Linked DNA regions of Mus musculus: regions 2, 3, 4, 5 and 6 are each linked to region 1. A link is a contact called in public Hi-C, HiChIP or PLAC-seq and promoter capture Hi-C data. All regions are on one chromosome and are shown on one strand. The core of a region is the stretch at or near the end of the contact, and the rest is flanking DNA. Distances in the headings are between cores, read along the strand shown. Region 1 holds the start of Taf1a (TATA-box binding protein associated factor, RNA polymerase I, A). Region 2 has its middle 93 kb from the start of Gm34177. Region 3 holds the start of Capn8 (calpain 8). Region 4 overlaps Dusp10 (dual specificity phosphatase 10). Region 5 overlaps Gm39725 (a long non-coding RNA gene). Region 6 holds the start of Susd4 (sushi domain containing 4).

What was found. Promoter capture Hi-C pulls out the DNA fragments that hold promoters and counts their contacts. A called contact is a pair of places that touch in the nucleus more often than the background predicts. HiChIP or PLAC-seq counts read pairs in DNA pulled down with a chosen protein or histone mark.
Region 2: a contact with region 1 is called in an H3K4me3 HiChIP or PLAC-seq map of the SCID.adh cell line, with 5 times the contacts expected there. The contact joins the enhancer-like site here to the promoter of Taf1a in region 1. A contact is called at or near these places in 1 of 39 promoter capture datasets (embryonic stem cells) and 6 of 115 datasets of contacts at active chromatin or transcription factors (the SCID.adh cell line, T-cell acute lymphoblastic leukemia, bone marrow-derived macrophages and 3 more).
Region 3: a promoter capture Hi-C map of embryonic stem cells shows a contact between it and region 1, with 64 times the contacts expected there. The contact joins the promoter of Capn8 here to the promoter of Taf1a in region 1. A contact is called at or near these places in 3 of 39 promoter capture datasets (embryonic stem cells, hippocampal neurons and liver), 1 of 115 datasets of contacts at active chromatin or transcription factors (pro-B cells) and 1 of 9 other capture datasets (pancreatic islet).
Region 4: a contact with region 1 is called in a Hi-C map of Th1 cells, with 4 times the contacts expected there. The contact joins the enhancer-like site here to the promoter of Taf1a in region 1. A contact is called at or near these places in 1 of 484 Hi-C or Micro-C datasets (Th1 cells) and 9 of 115 datasets of contacts at active chromatin or transcription factors (the SCID.adh cell line, astrocytes, bone marrow-derived macrophages and 5 more).
Region 5: an HNF4G HiChIP or PLAC-seq map of pancreatic cancer cells shows a contact between it and region 1. The contact joins the enhancer-like site here to the promoter of Taf1a in region 1. A contact is called at or near these places in 8 of 39 promoter capture datasets (the 3T3-L1 cell line, 3T3-L1-derived adipocytes, the C10 cell line and 4 more) and 5 of 115 datasets of contacts at active chromatin or transcription factors (the 230-238 cell line, embryonic stem cells, memory CD8 T cells and 1 more).
Region 6: a promoter capture Hi-C map of embryonic stem cells shows a contact between it and region 1, with 50 times the contacts expected there. The contact joins the promoter of Susd4 here to the promoter of Taf1a in region 1. A contact is called at or near these places in 2 of 39 promoter capture datasets (embryonic stem cells and liver).

The regions. Positions count from the first base shown.
Region 1 is chr1:183,386,922-183,391,300 of GRCm38.p6, reverse strand. It overlaps Taf1a (TATA-box binding protein associated factor, RNA polymerase I, A), which reads right to left and starts at 2,316. Exons shown (of 11, transcript NM_001277959.1): 1 at 2,143-2,316; 2 at 257-380. The coding sequence starts at 380.
Region 2 is chr1:184,233,800-184,238,178 of GRCm38.p6, reverse strand. No RefSeq gene overlaps it. Among named protein-coding and RNA genes, the nearest start is that of Gm34177, 93 kb to the left of the region's middle. Within about 2 kb of position 2,393, at least 58 of the 459 cell types and tissues checked have an H3K27ac peak or open chromatin away from gene starts, as enhancers often do. A contact at or near this core is called in the SCID.adh cell line, T-cell acute lymphoblastic leukemia and forebrain, where this site is marked.
Region 3 is chr1:182,562,549-182,566,927 of GRCm38.p6, reverse strand. It overlaps Capn8 (calpain 8), which reads right to left and starts at 1,921. Exons shown (of 21, transcript NM_130890.2): 1 at 1,631-1,921. The coding sequence starts at 1,867. Gm46248 (a long non-coding RNA gene) reads right to left here. Exons shown (of 4, transcript XR_001779884.1): 3 at 2,875-3,004; 4 at 2,447-2,780.
Region 4 is chr1:184,050,035-184,054,413 of GRCm38.p6, reverse strand. The region is part of intron 2 of Dusp10 (dual specificity phosphatase 10); the gene reads right to left. Among named protein-coding and RNA genes, the nearest start is that of Dusp10, 18 kb to the right of the region's middle. Within about 2 kb of position 2,528, at least 114 of the 459 cell types and tissues checked have an H3K27ac peak or open chromatin away from gene starts, as enhancers often do. A contact at or near this core is called in Th1 cells, astrocytes, embryonic fibroblasts and 2 more, where this site is marked.
Region 5 is chr1:184,014,272-184,018,650 of GRCm38.p6, reverse strand. All of the region lies in intron 2 of Gm39725 (a long non-coding RNA gene), which reads right to left. Among named protein-coding and RNA genes, the nearest start is that of Gm39725, 3.1 kb to the right of the region's middle. Within about 2 kb of position 2,055, at least 52 of the 459 cell types and tissues checked have an H3K27ac peak or open chromatin away from gene starts, as enhancers often do. A contact at or near this core is called in pancreatic cancer cells, where this site is marked.
Region 6 is chr1:182,761,830-182,766,208 of GRCm38.p6, reverse strand. It overlaps Susd4 (sushi domain containing 4), which reads right to left and starts at 1,993. Exons shown (of 9, transcript NM_001356461.1): 1 at 1,813-1,993; 2 at 1,021-1,203. The coding sequence starts at 1,168.

The DNA.
Region 1 (4,379 bases), core at 1,067-3,566:
CTGTCTCACTCACCCACAGCTTCCACGCTGTCTCACTCACCCACAGCTTCCACGCTGTCTCACTCACCCACAGCTTCCACGCTGTCTCACTCACCCACAGCTTCCACGCTGTCTCACTCACCCACAGCTTCCACGCTGTCTCACTCACCCACAGCTTCAACGCTGTCTCACTCACCCACAGCTTCAACGCTGTCTCACTCACCCACAGCTTCCACGCTGTCTCACTTACCTACAGCTTCAACGCTGTCTCACTTACCTACAGCTTCAACGTGCTTGTGAAGCCATGGGAAATGCATTCCCGTTTTAGAGAGCACCGACGTTTCTGGGTTATCCTCTGCCACAGCCAGCTTTGTCAACTCTTCACCGAAATCACTCATCATCTATTCCAGAGAGTATTAGTTAGCTTCAGCACATGCTAACCCACCGGAAACTGAAGCAGCTACCTCTTTGTCTAATGAGGATCATTTGAGTAGCAACTCATTGTACCTGTCAGGTTGTTTTTTTAAGTATGCATTCAATCTGTTTAGGTCGGCAACAGGTGAAACTAAAGTTCCACTTTAAAAAAGAAAAAAAGAAGAGTGGGGACTGGAGACATGGCTCAGCAGCCAAGAGCACTTGCTGTTCTTCAAGAGGACCTGGGTTCAGTTCCCAGCACCCATACAGCAGTTCAGAGCCTTCTGGAACCCCAGTTCCAAGGCATCCAACCTCCTCAACAGGTACACAGCAGTGTGCATAAATGTGGCAAACACTCATACACAGAAGATAAAAGTAAAATAAAAATCGTTTTTAAAAAAATACAGTACAGCTATGTATCAAGTACATACAGAAACGAAACATCCTTAATTGCAAAGTAAAAAACTCGAGCTACAGAAAGAAGCTTAAGAATATATAACACACGGGGCTGGTGAGATGGCTCAGTGGGTAAGAGCACCCGACTGCTCTTCCGAAGGTCCGGAGTTCAAATCCCAGCAACCACATGGTGGCTCACAACCATCTGTAACAAGATCTGACGCCCTCTTCTGGAGTGTCTGAAGACAGCTACAGTGTACTTACATATAATAAATAAATAAATCTTAAAAAAAAAAAAAGAATATATAACACGCACGTACAGTAGCAGCAGTTGCTAGTATGTATTCGGAACTTAACCACATAAATAGCCCATAAGTTATCTAAGATAATCATAGCAGCAACCGTATTTCCTTCCAAGTTAGGACTGAGAAACGGTGAAGACAAAAGTCTGGGAAACACAAAGCACACAGACGAGCCGGTATGACAAAAAACGTAAGGGGGTCGGCAGCGGCCCATGGCAAAGAAATGACTCGACAAAAGCAGCTACATGCCACTGGACATGGATTTAAATGTCAAAATGCTCAAGACCCTTGTTCTGCGTATCCATCAAATACTGAAGCTACGAATTCCACTGAACGCGTCCCTCCCTTCTGCAATCCCACAGCATCACCCTAGTTCGGTACCCTCACCCTTATCAACTGGCGTTGCTTTCTTTGTTTTCTGCGGTGCTAGAGATCGAACCTGAAGCCTGCTGACAAACGATTTCTTTCTTTTCTTTTTGGGGGTGTTTTGTTTTGTTTTTTTCCGAGACAGGGTTTCTCTGTGTAGCCCTGGCTGTCCTGGAACTCACTCTGTAGACAGGCTGGCCTCGAACTCAGGAATCCGCCTGCCTCTGCCTCCCAAGTACTGGGATTAAAGGCGTGCGCAACCACCGCCCGGTACGATTTCTTTTTTTAATATTACACTTTGTTTATTGTCGGAAGAAGCCACGGCGCACGCGTGGAGGTCAGAGAATCATCTAGAGGGGTCCTTCAACTGTGTAGATCCGGGGATCGAACTCACCCGGCTTGACAGTAATTGCCACTACCTGCTGACCCATCTCCCAAAGAGTTGGCCAGCCTCAAATTTTGTTTCTCCGCCTTAAATCCAGATTAGGCCTTTAAAAAAAATCAATCTCAGCCGTTCCGCGAAAAAGTTTGAAATAGCACCTGAATTAGAAATCGACCTTACCACACACGGTAAGGAGACAACGCAAATCCTTCCTTGGCCCTCAAAGACTCAAACTGGCCTGGGGAAGGTTGGCGTGGTGGCTGTTGCCACGGTAACCAAAAGTTCACGATCTCTGTAACTTACGGTCTCAGAGCCCAGGAGCACAAAGTCAAGAGGAAACCGCAGAAGGAACAAGCAGGAGGCTCACACACCTTTTCCTGTTTCACTGAAAGCGCAAGGCGTACGGAGCCCGCGAGCCGCTAAATCCAAGCTCCAGAGTCGCCCGACTCCACGTTGTTCGCCGCCCCGGAAAACCCTGTCCGGAAGCAGTTAACGAGCGCTTCCTGGGAGCTTGCGCAGAACCAGCCTGGTGGGCATTCAGGTAGTGCGCATGCGTGGCCACGCCCCCACAGGAGCGTTACCTGTGGGAAAGATGCAGAGCCTATCCAGCTCTGAAGAGGCTTCCGGACGAGGCCCGGAAGTGGATGTTGACTTCCGCCTCCCCATTGGTTTGGCCCAGATTGACAATTTAGCCTGAGCCTTAACGAAATTGGAAGATTTCCATCGCAAAGTCGAGTGTGACAAGGGAACGCATAGCCGATCCCAGTTGCTGCTAGCATCTGATTTAAGTGACTTCCTGCCTCACAGTTTGAGCAAGAATCTTTTTCCTTTTCAACGTGGATTGTTGTAGGGATGGGTCTGGATCCCACTTTCATGAGAGACATTCACAGCCATGTGTTAATTCTGGAGGTAGATAGTGGAATTGTTAAGCCTTTGAAAAGGACCATGGAGAATGGCAGATGTATTTTCAAGGGCTGATCCGTTAAATGAACAGACTGGCACCAGTGGTGAAAACACGCATTAATGAGTAAAAGCTACAGGAAGACAACTTTAAAGTTATTGGAACTAAAATAAAAAAGAACGTACTGAAGGCTGCATAAGTGATGGCATGGACTCCTCTGGAACTTTGAATTTACTGCTCGAGAACAGAATCCGAGTATCATAGAAACCTAAGGGTCTATAAAAAGACTTTGTATGAAGAGTTGTTTTTTTTTTTTTAATGCGATGGGTATTTTATTCCGTGTTTTCTATGTAAACAGTATGCAGTGCTCATAGGCACTAGAGAAAAGTTATTTATACAGTTCTTTGTGTCTTTGCCCTTACTGTTTCTTTTTGTTGCTGAGTTTTTGTTTTGTTTTATTTTTGTTTCTAAGACCATGTTTCAGCATTGCCCTAGCTGTCCTAGAACTTAGTCTGTAGACCAGGATGGCCTCAACCCAGAAATCAGTCTGGCTTCCAAGTGCTGGGATTAAAGGCATGTGCCTCTATGCCTGGGCCTTTAAACCTATACTCCTAACTACAGGCAAAGCTAAACTATGTGACAAAGGAGGGGCAGTCACACACACACACACCAAGATAATGATTAGCTTGTCATCTGGAATCTTGATTTATCAAAATGACTCAGCTGATTTTGGTCATGCTCATAAAAATGGGGGAAAATACTAGCAGTAGTGGTGCGTGCCTTTAATCCCAACACTCAGGAGGGAGGGAGGCAGGCAGATTTCTGAGTTCGAGGCCAGCCTGGTCCACAGAGGGAGTTCCAGGACAGCCAGGGCTACACAGAGAAACCCTGTCTCAAAAAAGGGGTGGGAGGATGTTGTGATGTTGAAAGATCCTGGCAGAATGTAAAAGGTCACAGAAGCCCTGAAATTGGCAAAATAGATTCATTGTTAGCAGAACTAGCTTCACTGGTTTAGAAAAATAGAGGTACACAATGCTCTGGCCACTCCTAGAACCCATGTGTCTGCCAATGTTCTGACCGTTCCTTGAACCCATGTGTGTGCCCACTGATGAAGCCCATTGCCAGGTGTTTGTGATATTGGTTGCTGAGGAAGAGTCGGAAAATCTCCACAGCAACCACAGCTGGGGCCAATCCAGGGTTGCTGCACCTGCAGCAGACTCTTTCCTTGTACCCCTCCCATACCCATTTCTTGAGAATAGACATTGTTTAGATTGGGTAATCCCCTACTCCCTCCTTCTCCTTTCCCCCCTAAGGGCCTATAAAAACTGGTACCCCTTTCCCCTTGGGGTCGACTCCTCTTCCCCTACGTGGGATATGAGTCGTCCCCAGAGCTCTGGCTTTCCCCCAAATAAAGCCTCATGTGGTTTGCATCAAGCTTTGTCTCTCGTGAGTTCTTGGGGGTCTGCTATTATCCTGAGACTTGAGTGAGGGTCTCCCTTCAGAGGTCTTTCAATGTCAAAGTTTTCAAACATCTCTTCATCATCCATTCTCTCTCTAGTCCTTACATACCATTTCCGGTTCAGACCACTTCAGTTCAGACCACTTCCTGTTCCCACAGCACAGTCCTAGATGATAATGT
Region 2 (4,379 bases), core at 1,144-3,643, 850 kb before region 1:
CAGTTAGAGATCAGCACCTTGCAGTGTCCTGTGTTTACTAAGATGTTGTTGGGTTTTTTTTAAACTATTTTAAAAGGAGCTGTGGGAGAAGAAAGAACAGCTGGGATGTACCAAAGGACAGACAGAGCCCGTTGATATTCTGCTCTAACATCTCCCTCAATCTGGTAACCCTTGAACACCTTGGTTTCTCACCTGTCAAGTACAGGTGCTAACAGCTTCCTCTAGATGAGAGGAGGTGCCAGATGCCTACATGCCTCAGCCTCTAGACTCTTCCTGGTGTGTGTGTGTGTGTGTGTGTGTGTGTGTGTGTGTGTGTGTTCTATCTAAGGAGGAAATAGTTCTATCATGATGAGATGAGGTAGTAGTGAAAAAAGCCCAATAGGAAAGACAGGTGGCACACTTTTGGTTGTAGGTAGTGGCAGTAGGGGGGATGGGGGGAAGATAGACACACAGAGAGATGAGAAAGAGAGACAGAGAGAAAGAACCCATTAGCAATGTCAGGTTTTGTTTATTGTTTTCATCCCAATGGTAATAAATCAATTTTGGGTTTGTCATTTTAATTAGTCTTCTCCCATCAGGGAAGTCAGGGCTGCTAAGTCCTGATAGGGAGCTGAAAAATCACCTGGAAACAGGAGTCCAGAATGTGCCTCAGCCCCAGCCTCCACGTGCTGGTGGGCTCTGTGCATAGAATGGACTCTGCATGCAATAGGGTGGCAAGGGCAGAGCTGTGTCCTCCCAAATGGGCTCGGCACAAGAGTCACCTCAGACTGTGGATTAGGGTTGAGTGCGAAGCTATCGGGATGGGAGGGAGGCTGAGTGTGTCTTTTTTCTGTTGTGGGGAAAGGAGCGGGGAGGGATCAATCTCCAAAGACATGTCTATGCAGTCAGAAGTGAAACAGAGGAAATAAAAGTCAGGGGTCTGCTACCCTCAAGGGTGAGGACAAGGGAAACTCGGGAAGGAAGGAGAATTGAAGCGCTCTTCCTCGGTGTTTCTTTCTCTGCCTTCTGCTTATCCCGAGCAATCCCACTGGCTGTGACACTCTGGGAAGAGTCAAAGGCCTTTGCAACCGTGCAGTGTAGGTGCTCTGACTGAGCTGGTGCAGCAGCCAACCGCGATGTCAGTAAAGGGCTTGCTTGCCTTATAAGCATGAGGATTAAGTTCAACCCCTCAGAGCCCATATAAAAAGCCAGGCATGGTGGTGTCTGCCTGCGATGTCTGCTGGAGAGGAGACAGGCAGAGTCCTGGGGATTGAGGAGATAGAGACAGGCAGACCCTGGGGTTTGGGAAGGTGGAAGCAGGCAGAACCACAGGTTTCCAGCACCAGCCAACCTTACCTCCCTGATAAGTTCCAGGCCAGTGAGATGTCTCAAAACCAGGTGTATGACATCAGAGGAATGACAGTGAGATCTGACCTCTCCAGACCCACACTCACACTGTTGTCTTAGCTTAAAGACCTGAACAGTAACGGAAGTGACTGTGAGCCTTCCAAACCCAAGCCTTAACAGTCACTAAAATCTGCATTGTCCCCTCAGCAACATCTATAATGACCATTGGCTCCCTCCTGCTGCTCAGATTTGTCTCTAACAGGATGACACGTGCATTTCCTTAACAACGTGCTTCTCTTAGTTCTTGTATTTGCTGTGTGTCTGCGGAGAAATCGCTCGCGTCTCTGGGCTTCAGTTCTTTGAACACACTGGGAGTATATATCTAGCCTATTTGATTGGCATGATTATTTTGAGGATCTGATGGTGTGTTCTAGACCAAACAACACACGTTTTCTTCCATATGTGGGTTCTTCGTGTGGCAGGCACATAGAACCATATATGTACTGATGATGTGAAAGTGGAGGTGAAAGTCTTTGGGGAGCAGAGAGGGGTTCACAGGAGTGAGAAGGCAAGAAACACTGCAGGCAGCAGGTGTTGAATTGTCCCAGAGGTCCAGTTTCCTCATCTATGTGACTCCAGGGCTGGCTGCAGACATGCTGACCTCCCCCATCTCTGTCGGCACAGGGCACATGTCGGCCTACCCCTCCTTGTTCACTTCTGTGCATCCCTCTGACCATGGATTCTGACAGGACTGTATCTGGGTATCCATCCTTTTCCATTTCTCCTGTTGAACCAGGAAGTAGATTCTCCCCAGCTGGAAAGCGCTTCCTTTCTCTTTTCAGGAAGTGGCCTGAACTCAATCTCTTCACCCCTTTCACTCTCATGGCTAATTCTAGAAGGATCCTGAATGTGCGCACCTCCGTGGGGTAAAGGCGGTCCATAAGGACGCCCTTTAACTCCTCTGACTACCAGATTGTGGGCTCACTGGGGCCCCTGGCCTGCCTGACGGGTCCTTTCAACCTTCCTCCGAGGGCCAGTCTGTGACTGCACAGAAGAGGGCGCTCTTGTGCAGAGCCGGGACTGGCTTGCCGGGAGGAGTTTCCCGGTTCCTGTTAAGCCTGTGACCTCTGCTGAGGATATTAGATAAAAGGGATCATCACCACTGCCTGCATGTTCTGCAAAATGCAGACAAAACCCGCCAAACTGATAAAATGTTAGGGAACGCCTGGCGAGGCGGAAGGCTGCTCTCCCATCTTCCTGTCCTCCAATGGTCTGAGAGGATGCGGCCAGCTTTTATCAGCTTCCTCCCCTTCCAGCACGCTCACCTCTGTGAAAACCATCAAAGAATGGGGATAAAAACAGTCGTGTGTTTGTTCCAGAGTCTGAGGACTGCTCTCGCTGTTTTGGAAATTACTTACCAGGAACTCATTTTGTCAAACAGACATTTACTGAAAGCCGGGTGTTCAGCTTTTTGACACTTTCAGGAGCAGGCTTCAAGCTCCTTCCTTGCCTGGGCTCTGCTTCCCTCTCTAGTCTAGTTTCCCGATAATTGCCTGTGCGCTGGTTCTTCCCGCCTCCGGCTTTATTGTCACATTCCCATTTTGCTAGAATTATTTTTCTGGCTCCTTTTTTTATTATAATCTTCAGAGCTCAGCATAAATGTCATGTTCTCAAAGATTTTCCCGGGTGTATGCAGTATTCAGAGTTCCACGGATAGGGAAAACAAGAGGAAATGGACAGAGGGATGGAAGATAGACTGATAGACTTATATGATATTGGCATACATTCAAGATATATATGCTATATACAGATAAATTAGTATTGACATGTTCAAGATACATTGAGTGTATGTTCCAGGAATAATATGAAAATACACACACGGTAAAGAGATAGGTTATTTATTTGTGTCTCTTTCTCTCCATAAATGTGTGTGTGTGTGTGTGTGTGTGTGTGTGTGTGTGTGTGTGTGTTGTACTTACAGAGGCTAAATCCTAATGTACACAGGAGGCAAACTGGAAACCCTGGAGAACCGACGGTGTGCTTCTGGCCCAGCTGTTATTGTCTATTCTCATCAATATTCAGAGACTGATTTCCCAGCTGATTTCAAAGAGGCCGAGGGAAAGGGAAAAGGGGAGGGAGAGAGAGAGGAGAGGGAGAGGTAGGGAGGAGGGAGAGGGAGGGGGAGAGACAGACAGGGAGACAGAGACGGGGGGTGAGAAACAGAGAGACAGAGAGAGACAGAGAATGCTCCCTTCCCCAGCTTTTGTGTTCTGCTCAGACTGTCCATAGGTTGAATGAGGCTCTGCTCCATTTGTAATCTGTTAACTCATGCTAGTGATTCAGGCTCAGTTGTTAAAGGTGCTCCACGGTACAGTGGTGACCCGAGTTTGAGAGCCTAGACTGACATGGTGAAAGAAGAGAACTGACTCCTCTGGCCTTCATATACACACCAAATTAATAAGTTTCTCTCTCTATCCCCGGAGCTTAGGAAACCACAACTCTTCCAGTATACATTTGAACAAAATAAATACAGATTTTAAAGAGAAGGGAGAAGTAAAAGGCAAGCTTTATTTTGTTTGTTTGTTTGTTTGTTCTGATCTGTTCTGTTCTGCCTAAAGTGTTGAGGACCAAACCCAGTCCTCACATTTGCTAGACCAGTGATCTACCACTGAACTACACTCCCAGCCCTGGGTACTATTAATAGATGCTTATGACAATGTGAAGAACAATAGCCCTACTCTTTCTGGAAGTTAGGAAAGGCTTTGAAGTGAGGCATTAGAACCGTGGATGGCAAGCCCAGCAGACAATGGAGCACGATGGAATAGGAGCAAGATTTGAAGAACAGGCCAAACAGTGTGGGCTATTGTATGAGCTTTGGGGATTGATGTTTGCATAAGTGGTTGGAAAGTTAGGGCGCTGGACAACGAACCCTGACTGAGAGAGTCTTGCCTACAGCTGCAGATTTTACTCAACTCATTAGAAACTGGGATGTCAGTAGAAGGCTTGAAATAGAGCCATTCATTTTAGCAGAGAAGACAGAGCCTGGCACGAAG
Region 3 (4,379 bases), core at 672-3,171, 820 kb after region 1:
AGTATTTCTCCTTAAGATCAATATGCTGCTCAATTGCCAAGTCGAGGGAAAGGATACTTCTGGCAGAAGAAAAAAAATATTGACCAGGCTGCGCTAAGTCCATTTACACGGGGCATTACATACATCACAGGAGCTTGGGATAGATGCTGAGCCCACACGGTGAGACAAGGAGCTAAGAGCACTGGAGATCAGCGCAACCAGCTGCTGTCTCTGGGGTAGAGTTGCCGCATTTCACCCATGTAAACAGAAAAACCCTAAGGGATTTCAACCTCCCAACAGAGCGTTCATCTTGAGAATCCAAGTGTGATCTGGCAACCTTCACGTAGACAAATGTGTCTTCCGTTCCTTGAGACAAGAGCCTAGGTAGACCTTCTACTTAGAAGCATAAGAACAAGCAGAAGCAGTCATACTCCCCCCGGGTGTAGATCCAAAAGAATCACAGTCAGCTACAATAGTGACACTTGTGCACCCATGTTTATTGTAGCTCTACTGACAATAGCCATGGTATGGAGTCAACCGGGTACCTATCCACAGATGAATAAATAAAAAAATATATAGTTATGTGGGGCTATATGTGTGTGTGCAGTATTGTTCACTATAAAGAAGAAAATCATGTCATTTATAGGAAAATGGACAGAAGCAAAAAAAAAAAATCACCATTTTACCTGAAGTGAACCCAATTCACAGAGATAAATATCACATATTTTCTCTTGTATGTGTGTAAAAATAAAGGGCTATCAGGATGCAGAAGAGCAAATGAAGCAAACACCTTAATGTCCAGGATTATTAGATGCAATATATATATATACACACACACACACACACACACACACACATATATATATATATATATATATATATATACACATATATGCTCCCAAAGTAAAGAAAGGGTTATCCTCAAAAGTGCAAAGTCAAACAAAAAAGCAAGCAGAACCATTGAGAAATGAGCAAAGGTTTTAAACAGTTGTCCCTCTAGAGGATGCACCCATGATATAGAAAGCACAGCATCCATTATCATCAGGGACATGTACATCAAGACCACAGTGTGACCACACCCACCAACTTTAGGATGGCCTCCACCTCTCTCTTCTCTCCAGCCTTGGTGGAACCTTCTATGACCTTCAGTAACCCATGTCCCTCAGCAGCGATGCTATCACAGTTTGCCCCTAGCTGACTGTGTCTAACCTTGGTTTGTTCCCCTGTGTGCTGGCCCGGGGGCACTGTGCAGTGCTAAGTACCCTGTGTTCTGTGTCTCTTACACGCAGGACAATTACACCCTGAGATTTATTTCTCATTCTCCTAACCACACTGAAATACAATGGTTCCAGCCGCACTATTTTTAGGGTGGAAAAACTGAAGCTCAGAGAGCTGTCGCTCAAGGCCACATCAGCAGAGCCAAGGCCACATCAGCAGAGCCACTCATGAGGTCTGACTTGTCCAGCTCTAAAGCTTGTGTGTGTTCTTCCTTAGAAATAATGTTAGGAAGTAAGGCGGATATCAGAACTATAGGATCTGAAAACAGAACCCTGCACTGTTACTTACTTCAACTCTTGACCTGATGTGACAACTCTGTACCCTGTGTGACACTCAATTGTGCCTTGCCATGGTCACTTCCCTATTGCCTTACCGTGGGTCGCTTCCATATGATGCCTTGAGTTTCTGCAGAGCCTGGTCCAAGATCCCTGTAGCCCAAAGCTGACGGACATGCCGGGAATTCCGGGTCTTTAAATAGGACCCCTGAGTTCAAGCATTGCTTTCTCAGGGTCTCGAAGTCCTGGCCCAGATACTTCACAGCATTCTGGTTAGAGCCAAGGCCCTGAGCAGCTGCACGTTGCTTGGATATTCCAGCTGCCAGGGCTGCCATGGCCTGCCTGTGCGTCCTGTAGGTGACAGGAAAGCAGGGCTTCTGTGTCCTCTCAGACATCTGCCCTATGGGGATGCTGCCCTTTAAGGCAGCTCCCAAGGAGGTGTGGCCTGTAAACTTTGCACCTGAGGGAGGCCCTGTTCCAAAGGGACATGAGTCATAAACAGAGTCAAATATGTATCCAAGGTGCAGGCAACTCTGCCCCACCTTCTCCTGCTGTTCACTATTTGGACACCACAATGGAGGCTATCAGGAGTCTCCAAGTTGGATAGGCTGGGGTGATTTCTCCTCCAGAGACTCTGTAAGGAGAGGCCCTGCTCATGCCTTGGTTTTAGTCCAGTGGAAATGACTTAGGTCTGTGGGTGCCCAGAACAGAAAGAGACTAACCCTCTGCTCTTTCATTTTTACCGAGCATGGTGCCTTGCCTGCATGTACACCTGTGCACTACATAAGTGATCTGTCCTTGGAGGCCAGAAGAGGGCACCAGAGTCCCCAGAACTGGAGTTCCAGACAACTGTTAGCTTCCATGTGGGTGTTAGGAGTCCAACGCAGATCTTTGCAAGAACAGCCAGTGCTCTCTCAAACCCTAAGCCATTGCTCCATCTCCAACTTCTGCTCTTTTCAGTCACTTGTGTTCGTTTGTTACAGAAGACACAGGCAGCCAGTACAGTGTGACAAGAATTCTCTGAACTACTTACCCACAACACAGTCTCCCTAGTAACCTGCATTAATCGCCACCATCTCAAAGAGTGTTCTGGGGGCTGGCTGTAAGATGCCTCAGTGGATACGAGGGCTTGCCGCACAAGCAGGACAATCTACATTCAGAGGTAGAGACCAGAGAATAAGGAGTCTGAGGTCACTGTGGGCTAAATGGTGAGTTCAAATCCAACCTGGGTTACGTGAGACCCTGTCTCTAAAATGAAATAAAACAGAATATAAAATAATCATGATTCAGCAGTTCTGAGCTAAGTCTCTAGGACCCATATCAGAGTCTTTAGACCATTCACCTGCAGATGATTCTAAAGCGGGTTCACACTGGTCTCTGAACCAGACAGCCTCTGAGGCTGCCGGTCTTCCCGCTGAGGGTCATCCACGTGTTCAGCCCTGAGCTTGGTGCTTCTGAGAGAGCATGTTTACCTGCCAGACATGAAACAGACAAAAGCAGGGTTTCCCGTGATTCACCAGAAATACAAGGTCAGCATGACCTTCCAGGACAGGAGGCAGTTATACGAAAGCTTTGGCTCCTCCGTGCCTCAGGAGCCCCCATTACTCCCTCAACGCCTCTATTTGCGTTAACACTCGCTCAGTGTTGGGCTCACTGAGGGTTCACAGCTAAGTTTCCACCCTGCACAAGGCTGACCTACCCTTCCTCTAAACCAGAACCCCAGCTCCACCCCATCCCCTGACGTTGCCTGGAACACTGAAGATCCTAGAAGCCTTGAAGCCCTAATTTGGGTGGAGGAGGCATTTTTATTCCTGACCCTATTGCCTAGTTAACTGAGATTCGTGCTGAGTCACAGGAACCAGTGGTTGCTCTGAACACAGTTTTCTGGCCATCCCCAGCAAGCTAAGAGGAACGCCGGGCTTCTGCGTGGCTAGTGGGAGCCGGAGCACACCCGTCCTGCTGACTTTGCCACCTGTTCCCGTGTCTCTCCTTCCTCCATGGAGCATTGATTTCTGTTTAGGGGATGTCGTGTTTGTCCCACTTCAGGGCTTTGCAGGCGCTGTTCCTGCCAAACTGCAATACTCTTCTGCTCTGCTCTCTGATCATCCTTCAGACCTGTGCCCCGGAAGTTTTTCCCCAAGGCCACCCCTCAAATTTAGCCCCTCCCTCCTTTCACACTATCAGATGAGTACGCAAAGCCTCGCCCAGCACGGACTCCTGTCCTCAGTGAGTTAAAGCCTCTCGGCCCCATCAGGCTTTGTGTCCCACAAGGACACTTATCGGGACCAGTTTTATTTGCCACTCAGTCCCCGGCTCCTAGGACTCTCCCAGAAACACAGTAAATATTTGTTATATGAAGAAACAACCGCATATCTAGATTTCCAGTAGATAGATTTCCAGTAGATAAATAGATAGACCCAGGATGTTACAGACCTGGTAGCCCCAGACAGGGTCACTGGTTAGTTAATAAAGAACTCATGGGAGCGTTTGTTTTTCCTCTGTGTTTCTTCCCTATGCTTCCCTGAAGCACCGCCCCCCTCTCAGACTGACAAAAAAAAAAAAAAAAAAAAAAAGAGCAAGCCCTTCCTCTTCCAAGCACAGAAGCTGCACAGCTGGTAATTCTACTTCCCCACGAGGGAGCTCCTCTGGGGTTAGCCATCTATCCTTCCTTCCCACCACCCCCCCCACCCCTTCCTAAATTGCCTCATTCCCGATCCAGATGCTATACCAAGAAGCCCTTCCTCATCAGGCAGGCAGGTCTGAGCCGCTGCAAATAGAGCCCTCATTTGCCCAGTCACGAAAAAAAAAAAAAAAAAAAAAAAAGGTAAATGGTTCAGGGAGGCCCGG
Region 4 (4,379 bases), core at 1,279-3,778, 660 kb before region 1:
GCAATGTTGACAGAAGTGAATGAAAAAGAGTTGTGAGGAAAAATGGTCAAGAGGGACACCCAGGCGGAGAGAGGTCTGGAAACAGGCCCTGCCTGAATTCAGGTCAGCATGCATTCAAGAAGTGCTCACAGTGGGATAGAGAGCTCTGTCCCAGGCATATGCCTAAGAAAGGTCTGGTTTGGCCCTTAGACCTGGCAGCAGCCCTTCCATCTAAATAGGATCAACAATCACAGATACTTTGGACAGGGTCTTCACTGACCCAGTGGCTCTGTTTCTCCCACAATACCAGCTCTACAATCAGGCATTCTCGAGTCCCTCTTATTTGTCTTATTAACTCTGAACTGGCAGGCTAGTTATTTACATTTCAGGTCACTTAAACTCACATTATCAAAGAAGTGGAGAGACAGCTCAATGGGTAAAATGCTTACTCAGTGGGTAAGTATGAGAGTGTGAGTTCAGATCCAATGCCCACAGAAGAATCCAGCCATCCTTGGGAGGCAGAAACAGGAGAATCCAAGGGGCTCGCTGGATATATACCAGGTAAGCACAGGAACACACACACACACACACACACACACACACACACACAGCCAAGAGCAGGCATGTACAAGTGGACATATATAGACACACACATACACACAAAAATAAAAGTAAATAAGACACCGGGATTATCCCCTAATAGTTTTGACTTAAATGGCGAGAGTTTCCTCTCTCCTGAAGGGGATTCTTACATCCTTCGCTCTCTCACAGGGCTGTAGCACATACTTATGTCTTGAAAGGTGTACTCTGAACCCTGTAGTCCACAGGCAAACATTTGGAAGTACCTCAGGGGAAGGGAGCACCCAACTCTAGGGCAGTCAGTTCTAAGCATCTGTTCTATCTCTTTTAGAAACTGAGGCTGACATTCCATCCTCACCCTTACTGAGGGGGCAGGGAGCTGCTTGACACCCTCAGTGAAAGCTACTGTCAGTTATTTGGCTGGACTATCGCCACCATTAAACTTCTAATAAGCAAGCCTGCGTTGGTGACAGAGTGCAGAGAGCCCAGGGCCAGACCAGGTTAAACAGATTTCAGGAGATTTCACAACTCTTCATACTCTTTGCTTCATTCCCGTTTCTTGTAGAACCCCTCCCACCAAGTAATGACAGTTTTCTTTTCTTAGAAACCCATTTTCCAGGGTGGCCCTATCACGTGCCTTGAGGAGTCAAACTTTCTAGGAGCTTGGTGACCTAAGAAGGCTTTGCTGGACTGGACTAGTCTGAGCAAAGCTAAAAACTAATGGCCTTGGAGGTGGGGGTGGGGGTGGGGGGACCTTGTCTATTTTAAGCCAGGAAGGAGAAAGCAAAACAAAATAGACCAAAAATAACCATACAAGACCATGGCTAAAATATCCAAACAGGGGTGTCCACAGAAAAGGCGCTGTTGGATATGACACCATATTTTTGAAACAAAGTGAGACACGCCACAAGTATGAATCCTAACAATGCAAATGACCAAGTAATGCAAATCCCTTACTTAGGGTTTTCCCACACAGTGCTTTCCTTACTGGAACAAAATCTCAACATCAATATTCAAGAATTTCTTGTAAGAAAGAGGCCAGCATGCTGGGCCACCACACCCCTCAGGTGACACCTAGGAGTTGAAATAGAGGGGGCCTCCAAAGGTGGGAAGGTCTTGGGCCTAGAAATATCACAGGTCTTCCTGCTGACCTGGAAGCCTTGCAGTCTAAAGCAGTCTTCCCAAGACCACATCATTTTGTAAGACTAGAGTGAAGGCTGCCTCTTGTCTCCAAGGAAATGGGGTTAGGGAAACAAGTCTTGCTATCTTACCAAGTGCTACGGTGTTCTCTCACCACCAGGGCCTTCAAGCAGACACTGGGTGCTTTCATCTCAGAATACTGCAATGCAGCTCTGACACAGCTCTGACAGCGACTCCAAGATTGACTCTTACAGAAAGCCACCACAATCCCCAACAGCGTTGGCCTCACTGCCAGTTGTAAGTGTGGTGTCTCTCAGGCCTCTGACACCTCTGACTAAATTGTCACTAGTTCTTTGCTTCCCCATAATACCCGGGGTTCAAGAATCCACTAGGATGATTCGCTGAACTCAGGAAAGCACTTTTGTTTGTGCTAATTAATGGCTTCACTATAAAGGATGCAAGCCAGGGCCAGCAAAATGAAAGCTGCACAACGTAGGCCCTAGTATTCCACACCGTGCACTTCTCTGTTCAGTCGTGTGAAATGAAGACACTCTATTTACCCTGCTGGCATGTCCCTGTGTGCAAGGAGGATGCCTGCCTGAGCTTCGAGGGCCAGGCTTCTGTGTTCTTCAGGATCATGTTTCACTAGGTGCAACTGGACTTGATTCATCATCAGCCCCGTGTCTGAACTTAATCCTCAGTCCAGCTTGCCTCTTCTGCGGAGGCTGGCTACATTCCAAGCTTCCGGGCCAGTCACAGGGCTGGCCCTTCTGATAGATGACCAGCTTGTCCCCTGAGTCATCTCATTAACATAAACTCAGGTGTGAGCCAAGGGGCTCTGCAGGAGCAGCTCAGGCACTCTTATCTCTCTGTAGATTCCAGAGGGTGAGAGATCATCTCCCACAACTCAGGGACAGAGGGCAGAAAAAAAAATCAATTTACAAGTCCATAGCCATAAATGTTGTGGACCTGGGAGTCAGCCTAGACTTCAGGCGACTTCGGTGTGACTCCAAGTGATTCTGTGAACCACTCTCAGCCTCTATTTTCTCATCTTAGAAAGAAATGATAACTTATCATTATACAAAGATTGGCCTCACTGGATAGAAATGTCAGCAGGATACTACATGGCAAGACTATTTTTTCTAGTCACTACCCTGAAATGTAAAGGGAAACAGGCCAAAATTAACACTAATAACATATTTGACCAAATTATGGTTTCAACATGCAGCTGAGTCTTTCACACTGCAACCCAAGAAGGGTTTCTGAAATCTGATAAGTATGATTCAGAGCTGCTTCAACTAGCTCTAGCGACCAGAATCAGGCAGGGCATAGCTACCAGGAGACAACAGCTCAGGTAAAGGTGATGTCCCCATTCAAGGAGTCCCTGCTGAGTGCCAAAGTCATTACTATCTGGCCATGTTAACAGAAAGGAGCATGTGTTTGTATGTGCAAGCATGTGTTCACATGGACAGAGTTAGCAACCAGTAACAGAAAATGATGGTTCTACAAGCTGCATTGCACCAGAAAGTGAGCTGTCTCCCCATAGATGAAATAGCCACTTTTCTCCAGAAAAGAACACTCCACCCCATTATCTGACAAGAGTTCTGTTCCCAAGTTTGTACATCACATCAGCACACACTGCAATCCTTAACAAAACAAAGCCACCACGGATAATGGCTTTTGATGGGCAAAGACCCCTGGAAGACACCATGTGGCCAGATCTGAAAGATTTGAGAGCTCTGAAGAGCTCTGGGAAGGTAAGGAAGAAAAGCTGAAGGAAGGAAGGAGCTGGGACCTGCTGAGTCACAAAATGATGTCCATGGACCTCAAGGGTTAATGTCAGAGCCACCAGCCACCACCAGTCAGTCCCAGCCAGCCAGGAATCCCACTCCACAGTGTGGAAAAGCTGTTCACTGAGAACCAGGAAAGCAGAGGTCCCTCGGAGATGAATGTCAAGGTCATGATTTGGACAACTTTGGAGCATCTGGTTCTCAGGCCTCAGAACGTTTTCCAAACGTTTTATAGAAGATGTGGAAGGTGGGCTGGGGAGACCGCCCAGTAGTCAAATGCAAGCAGAAGAGGCATGAGGACGTGAGTTTGCACTCCTTGGCAACCACGTGAAAGCCAGGTATAGGTACACACCTCAGGGGTTGGCTGGGGAGACAAAATCTTAGAAGGGATCTCACGGTCCAAGCAATGTAGCCCAAGTGTTCAATGTAGCCTAGGGTTCAGTGAAAGAGCAAGCCTCAAGCGTAAGTCAGAAGTCAAGTGAGACGGCTCAGCAGGGAAGGGCATGCTACACATGTGTGAGTGCCTGAGTTTGATTCCTGGACCCTGAAGATAGGGACTGAAAAAGTTATCATCTGACCTTCACAGATAGAGTGCGCAAACATTCATGCTCGCACGTGCACACACACACAGACAGACACACATACTTACATGTATAAAACTATAGGAGAGTACAGATAGACATGCAATGTTGGCTTTTGGTCTTTATACACACACACACACACACACACACACACACACACACACACACACACCCTCATCAATCTGAAAGCTCAATGCCCGTTGATGGTGGTACTTCACAGTCACATCCCCTACTTGTGGGGAGCCTGCCAGGCATCATCATCTGGGCATCTCCCTAGTTCCACGAAAGCTCACCACAGTGGACTGGGCGT
Region 5 (4,379 bases), core at 806-3,305, 630 kb before region 1:
CATTATTTTTGTTGGCTGAATAAACAACATTAAGGCAGAAAGAGTGAGTCTGTCTGATGTCATGCCTGACTATAGTCAAGGTAGTCTTAGTTAGGGTCTCACTGCTGTGAAGAGACACCATGACCAAGGCAACTCTTATAAAGGGAAACATTTAACTGGGGCTGGCTTACAGGTTAAGAGGTTTAGTCCATTATCATCAATGTGGGAGTATGGTAGCATCTAAGCAGGTGTGGCTCAGGAGGAGTTGAGAGTTCGGTTTTCTTCTGAAAGCAGACAGAAGACTGGCTCCCATGTGGCTATGAGGAAGGCCTCCAAGCCCACCTCCAGAGTGACACACTTCCTCCAACAAGGCCACCCCCCCGCCCCCAAGAGTGCCACCCTAGGCCAAACATATTCAAACCACCAGGGTGGTCTTACATCCTAAGTTCTGTGCTGTAATGTATAGACAGAGGTATACTTCAGGAATATAGGGGGAGATTGTGGAGCCAGGAAGATGATAGACAGGCCATACTGTCAAGGACTCACCTTTCTTTAACCAGATTTTGTGTGTTCTCCAATCCTCTCCTAGAGTACATTGAAAACAATAGTGGCTGAGAACATCTTTCAAAATAAGAGTCCTACCCATTCTCCATAGACTCTTGTCAGCTCCTTGTAAAGTTTCCCTGGTTTCTCTCTCTTCCAGCTTTACCATTAGCACCCCTCATGCCTGCCAAACCATTGCCATTTTGATGTCTGCCCTTGACTTAGACCTGATTTATTTACTATCTCATTGTTGTCTCTGAGTTCACTAAGATATAATTTACAGAGTCTAGCCACAGCAGATGAGTTGGCCCATCTAATACTTCACCTGCTGCGGGACAGAGAGAAGGGAGCAGGTGGGCAAAGTGGCACAACCATTATGAGCCAAAAAATAGATTATGGCTGGAAACTCCCATCTTGATTTGGCCCAGGGGCCACGGGTATATTTGGCTGGCCCCTGACTGACATAATTATTATTGCCAGAAATTAATTTTAGCAAGAACTTGAAAGGAGGACATGGGTGATTAAAGTTCTAATAATAACATTTTTTAAAAAGTCTGGGTTAATGAATCTGTAACTCAGGCAAAAAAAATAAATAAATAAAATAAAAGAGGCTGTGAGTGTTCTGGGACCAGCACGTGGGACTGAGCTCTGAAAAATAAAAGGTATTTGGCTATGGAGTCAAGTAGGGCAAGGTTGGATCACATGGCCCCAAGAAAACTTAGGGAAAGGAGATAACACTTACTCTACAGTGGGACTGCTTCTGTAATTGAAAATGTGGATGAAGTAAAACTTTACAAAGCAGATATATGAGTGAGAGAGAGAGTGTGTGTGTGTGTGTGTGTGTGTGTGTGTGTGTGTGTAATCAGAAAACAAAAAACAAAACAAAGCCGGGCGTGGTGGCACACGCCTTTAATCCCAGCACTCTGGAGGCAGAGGCAGGCGGATTTCTGAGTTCGAGGCCAGCCTGGTCTACAGAGTGAGTTCCAGGACAGCCAGAGCTACACAGAGAAACCCCCTGTCTTGAAAAACCAAAAAACAAAAACAAAAACAAAAAAAAAACCAAAAAAACCCCCAAGTGTCAGTCTTTGGGGTCCACCTTAACACAGAGTCTCTTTGTTGTGTACCATTGATCAGCACATGCCAAGCTAATTTGCCAAGGAACTTCCAGAGGTTCTCCTGTCTCCATCTTCCACCTCTCTGTGGGAAAGTCTAGACTACAGATGCTTTGTCCAGCCTTAGACAGGTTCTTAGGTCCTCCCGTTTGTACTTTTCCCAGTGAGGCATCTCCCTGGTTCATCAAACAGTGTTTTAAATTCACTGTAGGTATCTGTGCGTGCGAGAGAAGGCCCACTGGTTCCTTTGGAAGAGGCCTGTGGGCATGAATAGTCTGCTGGGACCACTTTGGCTCTTCAGAGTGTTTACTTTGATTAGGCCAAGGTGCAGTCTGATTGGTGGATGTCTTGCTAGTTGTATAATATGGTATCATCCGAGGGTATAGAATTTCCTGCCTTTAGCTGGCTTAGGGTTTAGCAGATGAGAGACTCACAGATGACTCTGACTAAAGCCCTTTAGATCTTCACAACAATGCCTGGGTGTATTCTCCCAGCTGCATTCTGCAGATAAGAAAGCAGGAAGTTCAAGGGAAAAGGTGATCTTTCACATTCCACAGAACAAGAACCTCTCCTAGTTTGTCAACATCTGAGTTCAACCTCAGAGCTAGCCCTCATTATCCACGGCCTCCCTTTTGGAAATGGAGGGTTAACTGCAGCTGCCCACGCCTCAGTTTAGAAGTTTTTGATATTCTAAACTCAGGTTTTCAAATCTGATAGCTACATGAAGCTCACCCTTCCAGTCCTACCACTTCAATTTAAAAAAAAAAAAAAAAAAAACGAAACAAACTCCCCCAAAGCTTAGGTGATATAAGCCAAAGTCATAGAGTTGTCTTCAAGACTTTTATTAGGAATTGATGTGTAAGATTACACAGAGTAAAAAAAAAAAAAAAAAAAAAAAAAAAAAAAAAAGCATTACTGAACGAGAGAGCGGGTCACAGAGCAAAGAATATACAGGGGAGCGAGCATAGGGTCCCGTAGATCAGCATAAAAGGAACAGGAACGGGAAGAGGTATCCCGTCTGTTGACACTGGTGAAATACAGGTTAAAAACTGAAACGCTGATATTCACAGATGTAAACCTGAGGCTTCGGGAAAATCCCATTGTGAAGAGCACCATAATTTCCAGAGGCCGCGCGCGCGTGTGTGTGTGTGTGTGTGTGTGTGTGTGTGTGTGTATGTGTGGTTTCTCCTCATTCACAGCTTGTTGAGAGGCCACTAATGTCACTAGATCACGGCAACTGGACAAATGAGCTCTCCAGGAAATAAATGATGCCGGAGTCTGGACTCCCTGAGAGAGATGTGTAACTACAGGTTTTTCCTCCCGTGACCCAGTTCCCCAATAACTACTCGGAGGCTATATTGTTTATTAAATTCCTAGGCATAAGCTAGGCTGTCTCCCCAACTAGCTCCTAACTTCGACTAACCTGTTTGTACTATTCTTTGCCTGCCGCATGGCTAGCTACCTCTCCTGAGTTTCGTACATCCAACTTCCTCTGGGTGGGGAATCGCCTATGCTAGACTCTTTCCCACAGTTCTTTGCTCCTTGCTGGATGTCCTGCTTTCTAGTCTCCTCTCTCCTATAGGCCATAGGCATGTTATTGACAGGTTATACTTCCACACAGTATATAGAGATTATCCCTGCAGAGCCAAGAAGCCTGAATGATTTAACAGCTTTGTCCCTGCAACTGTCATGCACTTAACCCCCTTCCAATCTCTAACCCAACCTCTCCTAGTAGTTTCTCCCTGAGACCCAACAGAATGACTATGTCAAGAGAAAGAGAACTTGGAAATTGCCTACAGTGATGGCCTGCTCTTTTTCCAAGAAAGGCAAAGGAAACTTAAGGAAGTAAGATACCTTGCAAGGGCACGAGAAAGGCTATTTACACATTAATGCCAGAGATGCCAATTTCTGGCTTTTGTTTCTTGCTGTGTGATTTCTATTTGAAATAACCTCACTATCAAAATGCCTGTGGAAGTTGTCAGTCACAGAACGAGGCCAGTAGAACACCTTGCTCTCTACCAGACACTTGATTATTGAGGTCCCAAGCTGCATGCACTCAAGGATCCATGGTGTGTATTTTAAAGGACCCCAGAATGAATATCTCATACTGTGAGGCAAGGAGGCATATTCCAGTCGACCTCATGAGTAATTCTTAAGGGAACTCTGCCTGGGCTTACCCTCTGAGTGGCACCATCTGGCTTGTTTTTGCTTGCTCAGTGATTCACTTTGCACACCTTAAACTTCCACAAGGGCAAGGCTGTTTGTCTATTGTCTTCAACCCCAAAGGCCTGATACAACACTTACGGGAGAGTCTGGGACCAAAGGGGTGCACTATAAGTATCTGATGGCTATAAAACTGGATTTTTGCTAGGCATGATTGTCTACTGTTAACCCCAGCACTCAGGAGGAAGAGGCAGCAGCTCTCTATGAGTTTCAGGCCAGCCTGATCCACGTTGAAAGTTCTAAGCTTGCCAGGGCTTCATAGTGAGACCCATCTCAAAAACAAAACAAAACAAAACAAAACAAAACACAACAAAACAAAACAAAACAAAACAAAATCAAAACAAAACAAAGCAAAAGTTCTTAATTGTTATTTCAGGAAGGGAATTCCTGGCCGTGGCTCATCTTTGCCACACTTGGTGGCTACAGAGATGCTTCTCTTGCCTAAGAGAACACAGCTGCATAGCTGCAAACCACCTCTTCCTGATTTGACTGGCAAAGGCAGTCGGTCAAGGCAGCTGGGGT
Region 6 (4,379 bases), core at 744-3,243, 620 kb after region 1:
TTTGCCCCGTCTTCACCTTCAAAGTCTCCGAGACAGCAATATTTTCCAATGTGGAAATGGTTCATTTACGCCAAGCAATACTTGTGTTTCGTCAAATGACAATCTATCTACTTAGGCATCCTCTGTATTTCGGCTAGGAGAACGCAAGCCTGTCCTTCACAAGCCCACATCAGCAATGTCTCAAGGAGGATCCGGAACAGGCAGGAATGATGGACGGTGGTGCACAAGGAAGAAAGGGGGAGACTTAAGGGGGAGAAATTCAGACCGGAACTCCATCTGTCTTCCTTGACCACAACCAAAAGATAGCCCTCTCGCTTGGAATCAAGCATATTATAGATTAGCCGCCTTACAGGGACTGGGGCTATCAATTTGGTTTCAGAACTTCCACTTCACAGAAGAGTCCTTGACTTAATCCCCACCGTAATTCAGACCTCGCTAAGCAGTCTTCCAGAAACATACCTGAAGGGAACTCTGCAGCCCTTCCCCACCCCCAACAGTCACAGACATGCCTCAGCACACCACCTCCAAGAAAGAGAAAGTTAACTTTCAAATAAACCTGTCCTTCAACTGGTCTGACCATGTTTTCAGACCCTTCACATTCTTCAAGACGGTTTATTCTAAAGTAGTTCAAATCCAGAAGCCCAAACCTGACCTGTGTGTGAAGGGCAAAGATCAAGGGTCGAAGGGCTACAAATACACTGCTTCCCCCCACCCCCACCCCCACACACTCCTTTGATCCTCTTTTTCCTCTGGGCCAAAATGGGAAAATGTGCCAGGCTTCTTATCCTTCCTTCAGAAAAGCCCAATTGGGCTGCCGGTGGGTGTGCGAACCTACACCGGTTCCACACAATTTTCTGTGAACTCCAGGGGTTTTGCAGAAGGCTGGGACACAGGGACTCTATTTCTCAGGCACCCCTAAAGTCTGCACGTATGCAGAAGGCGCAGTGCTGTCCGGTCGGTACAGTCTCCCCTCCCTGCTGGGCCATTCAAAGCTCCCCCCACCACAGCGGGGTCACTCACCACCCGTGAGCTGTGCAGGGCCAAAGCACAGCGCCAGTTGAAACCACAGGATCACGGCCAAGAGTCTCTGGGGGGACTGAGGCTGCTGTTGCTGCAGCTGCTGCTCTAGAAATCCATCTCCATTGCTCGGGTTCATTCCATGATACATCTTTCATCCACAGAGGGCATCCAGCTTGCGAGAGTCTGCAACCAGGAGCGGAACACGACAATACCCCGGGGTTGCCCGGGCTCTGGGGCCAAGCTCTCCCTCCTCCACCCTGGGGGCCCGGTGCCTGGGCTTTGCGGGCTCCATCCCATCCCATCCCTGTTCGCCCCTGCGCAGCCCCCGCCCCCTTTCCCACAGCGAGATCCTCCCTGCCACCCCCCATGCAGGGTCCAGAGAGTAGCAGCCACCATGGGATACTGCGCGTGCGGGAGGGATGGAGGAGGGGAGAGAGGACAGGGGTTAGTGCACACTGGCTCTGTGCTGGTCCCCGGGATTCAGCGGCTCTGATCATGACAGGAAAGTCTAAAGCCTTATAGCATCAAGCGGCTGAGAAAACACTTTTCCCCGGGCCTGTACATTTCACTCTGAGGAATCTCACAATGTGCCCCCTGCTGCCCCTGGATACTTCTCTGCTTTTCCAAGGATTGGGAGGCTCCTATTGCCCCAGTCCCTTATGAAATCTGAGCTGTTATTTTTATTTTAAAAATTCCTCCCTTAGGGGAGCTGAGCCAGGAGCCAACTCGCCCAGCCCGGCCTGCGCACGCCTCCCCGGGGCAGGCAAGCCCCTTCCGGGCTCCGGCTCTTACCTGTGGGTCTCATGCATGCAGCTTCCTTCCCTCCTCCGCCTCCTCCCCCCGCCAGTCTAACCCGCATCTGTGCGCGACCTCTGCTGCCGCCTCTGCGCGAGCAAGCAAGCGAGCGAGCGAGCAAGACAGAGGAGCGAGCGAGCGAGCGAGACGGAAGCCTCGGCGGCTGCCGGGCTACACCGCCCCCGCCCGTCCCGCCGCGCGCTCCCTCCCCGGGCTCCCCCGAGTGGCCGGGGGCGGGGGTGACGAGGGCCACGGCTGCCGGGCTGCGCGCGCCCGCTACCTGAGCTCGGGAGCGCGCGGCGGCGGCGCGGAGAGGGGGAGGAAGGGACGAGGCCCGGGCGCGCGCGGGAAGGGCAGGGGCGCGCGGGCCTGCACGCGCCTCGGCGGGTCCCAGCCAGCGCCGGTAGCAGGGGTAAGGGGATGGCGTGGGCGGAGGAGGACGCCGTGGCCAATGGGAAGCCGGCGCGCCTGCACCTGTCGGGCACGAGTCGCCAGGCGGCGGCACACACGCACACGCATTCACACACGCGCATACGCGTATGCACGCACACATACCCAGGCACACGCACGCGCACACACCGCAGGTCTGCGCCGCGATCCTTCACCAGTGGCCTCTGGAGCCCTTAGCCCCGTGTGTGCCACCAGAGGCTGTGACCTCGAAGGTGGAGGTGGACAGGATGATCCCACCCAGGACCATCACCGATGACAGGGTTAACTTGAATGGGGCGGTGTAAGCACAACCCTTGCTGCTAAAACCTCAAGTTCTTGGTGACCCCGAACATCTCCACGGGTGTGAGCTTCCCCTAGAGCCCAGTGGACAGCCCGAGGAGGCTGGGTCTCTGTCTCCCGTCCCTTGCACCGTCGGCATTTTCCCTCTTGGCTGCCTTGGAGATAGACGCAAGCATCTCTCGGAGCTTTCTCTTGAGAGGCTCTCCCTCAGGGAGACAAGTGACCGGGCAGTGAGATGATGGGTGCCAATGCGGGAAAGCTGGATATCACCGGAAGCTTATTTCCTTTGGGTAAGAACCCGAAAGGATCAGGGGTCCCCAGGAAAGAACGTTCCCCTGGTCAGCGGTCCCTTCCTGGTGTCTTAAGTTCAGCCTGCTGCTAGCTCTGTTCTCCCAACCTTTGCTGTTCCCCAGCAAGCTAGACCTCCCTCTGAGGTCTGGGCCGGCTCCTAGGGTACTTGTGTGAGCCTTGGTGATTAAGGGGTGTGCCTTAATGAGGTAGGGCCGGCAGGCAGTATTTTTGAACCACTGGATCCCCATTATTCTGTAGCAATTTGTGGATATGAAAAACCATGTTTCTGATACAGCCACCAAATCATCTCGTCCTTCTATCGACTTTCCCAAAATCTCACATACTGAAGGTAGTTTGGAAATTACAGCTTTTACCGTGTTGGCTTTTACTGCGAGTAATTTTAACAAATTCTTGCAGGAGAAATTAGCTTTTAGTAGATAAATCTAGTTCAATGTTGTTGATTTTTTTTTTCGATTTGTAAAATTGAGATGTCAGCTTTGCACGGAGTAAGTTGAACAGTTTTGGTTATCACAAATGCATTTCTGCTAAAGCCTGAACTCTGAAGCCCAAAGCATTACTTGGGCATTTTTCTGTGTTTCCAAGGTCCTAAGATTGTTCGCTGCAAATTGAATATTTATTCTAGCTTATTCTCAATAAAATATCTACCGTTTTAAAAATAGCTGTCAGATCCACAGGGCATAAAACTATTTGTTGACCATGCAACAAATGTATCTGAAGTCTGCCGCTTAGCTGCAACAATCGGCTTATAAGACTACCAGGGCCAACAGGACCATCCAAGTTCATCTGTCCCAAGCCTGGGATCTGCGCTTAAGTCTCCTTTCTGACACAGTGCTAGCCAGCTGGAGCTACAGCTCAGCAGTAGGCCACTTGCCTAGCTCTTGTGTGAGGCTCGGGGCTCCACCCTTAGTACCACAAGAATTAAATTATTTGTGAACAAGGTCACGTAGCCTCATCCAGTACCTGAGGAAGCCTGTTGTAGTTGCTGGTTGCACTCAGAAATGCCTTCCTCGGGTGGGACTGCTCTGCTTTGGGTTTGTTTGTTTTTTCTGTTATTGTGCTAAGACACTGACCAAAAACAACTTGGGGAGGGGAAGACTTTTACTTGGCTGACAAGTTACAGTCCACCAGTAAGAAAAGCCAAGACAGGAACTGAAGGCAGGAACTGAAGGGGTCGGGGTGGGGAATGGAGGAACGATGCTTGCTTACCAGCTTTGCTTCCTGTGTGTTGCTTGGCAGACTTTCATAGCCCAGGAATCACACACACACACACACACACACACACACACACACACACACGCACGCACGCACGCACGCACGCACACACGCACGCACGCACGCACGCACGCACACACGCACACACTCTCATACAGTGGCCTGGGCCCTCCTGCATTTAATCAGCGTTTAAGGAAAAGCTCCCGCAGACATGGCCACATGGAAACAGTTTTTCAGTTGAGATTTCCTCTTCTAAGTTATGCTCAATGTTAAGTTGACATAACTTAAGCTATAACAGAACCAAGAACCCT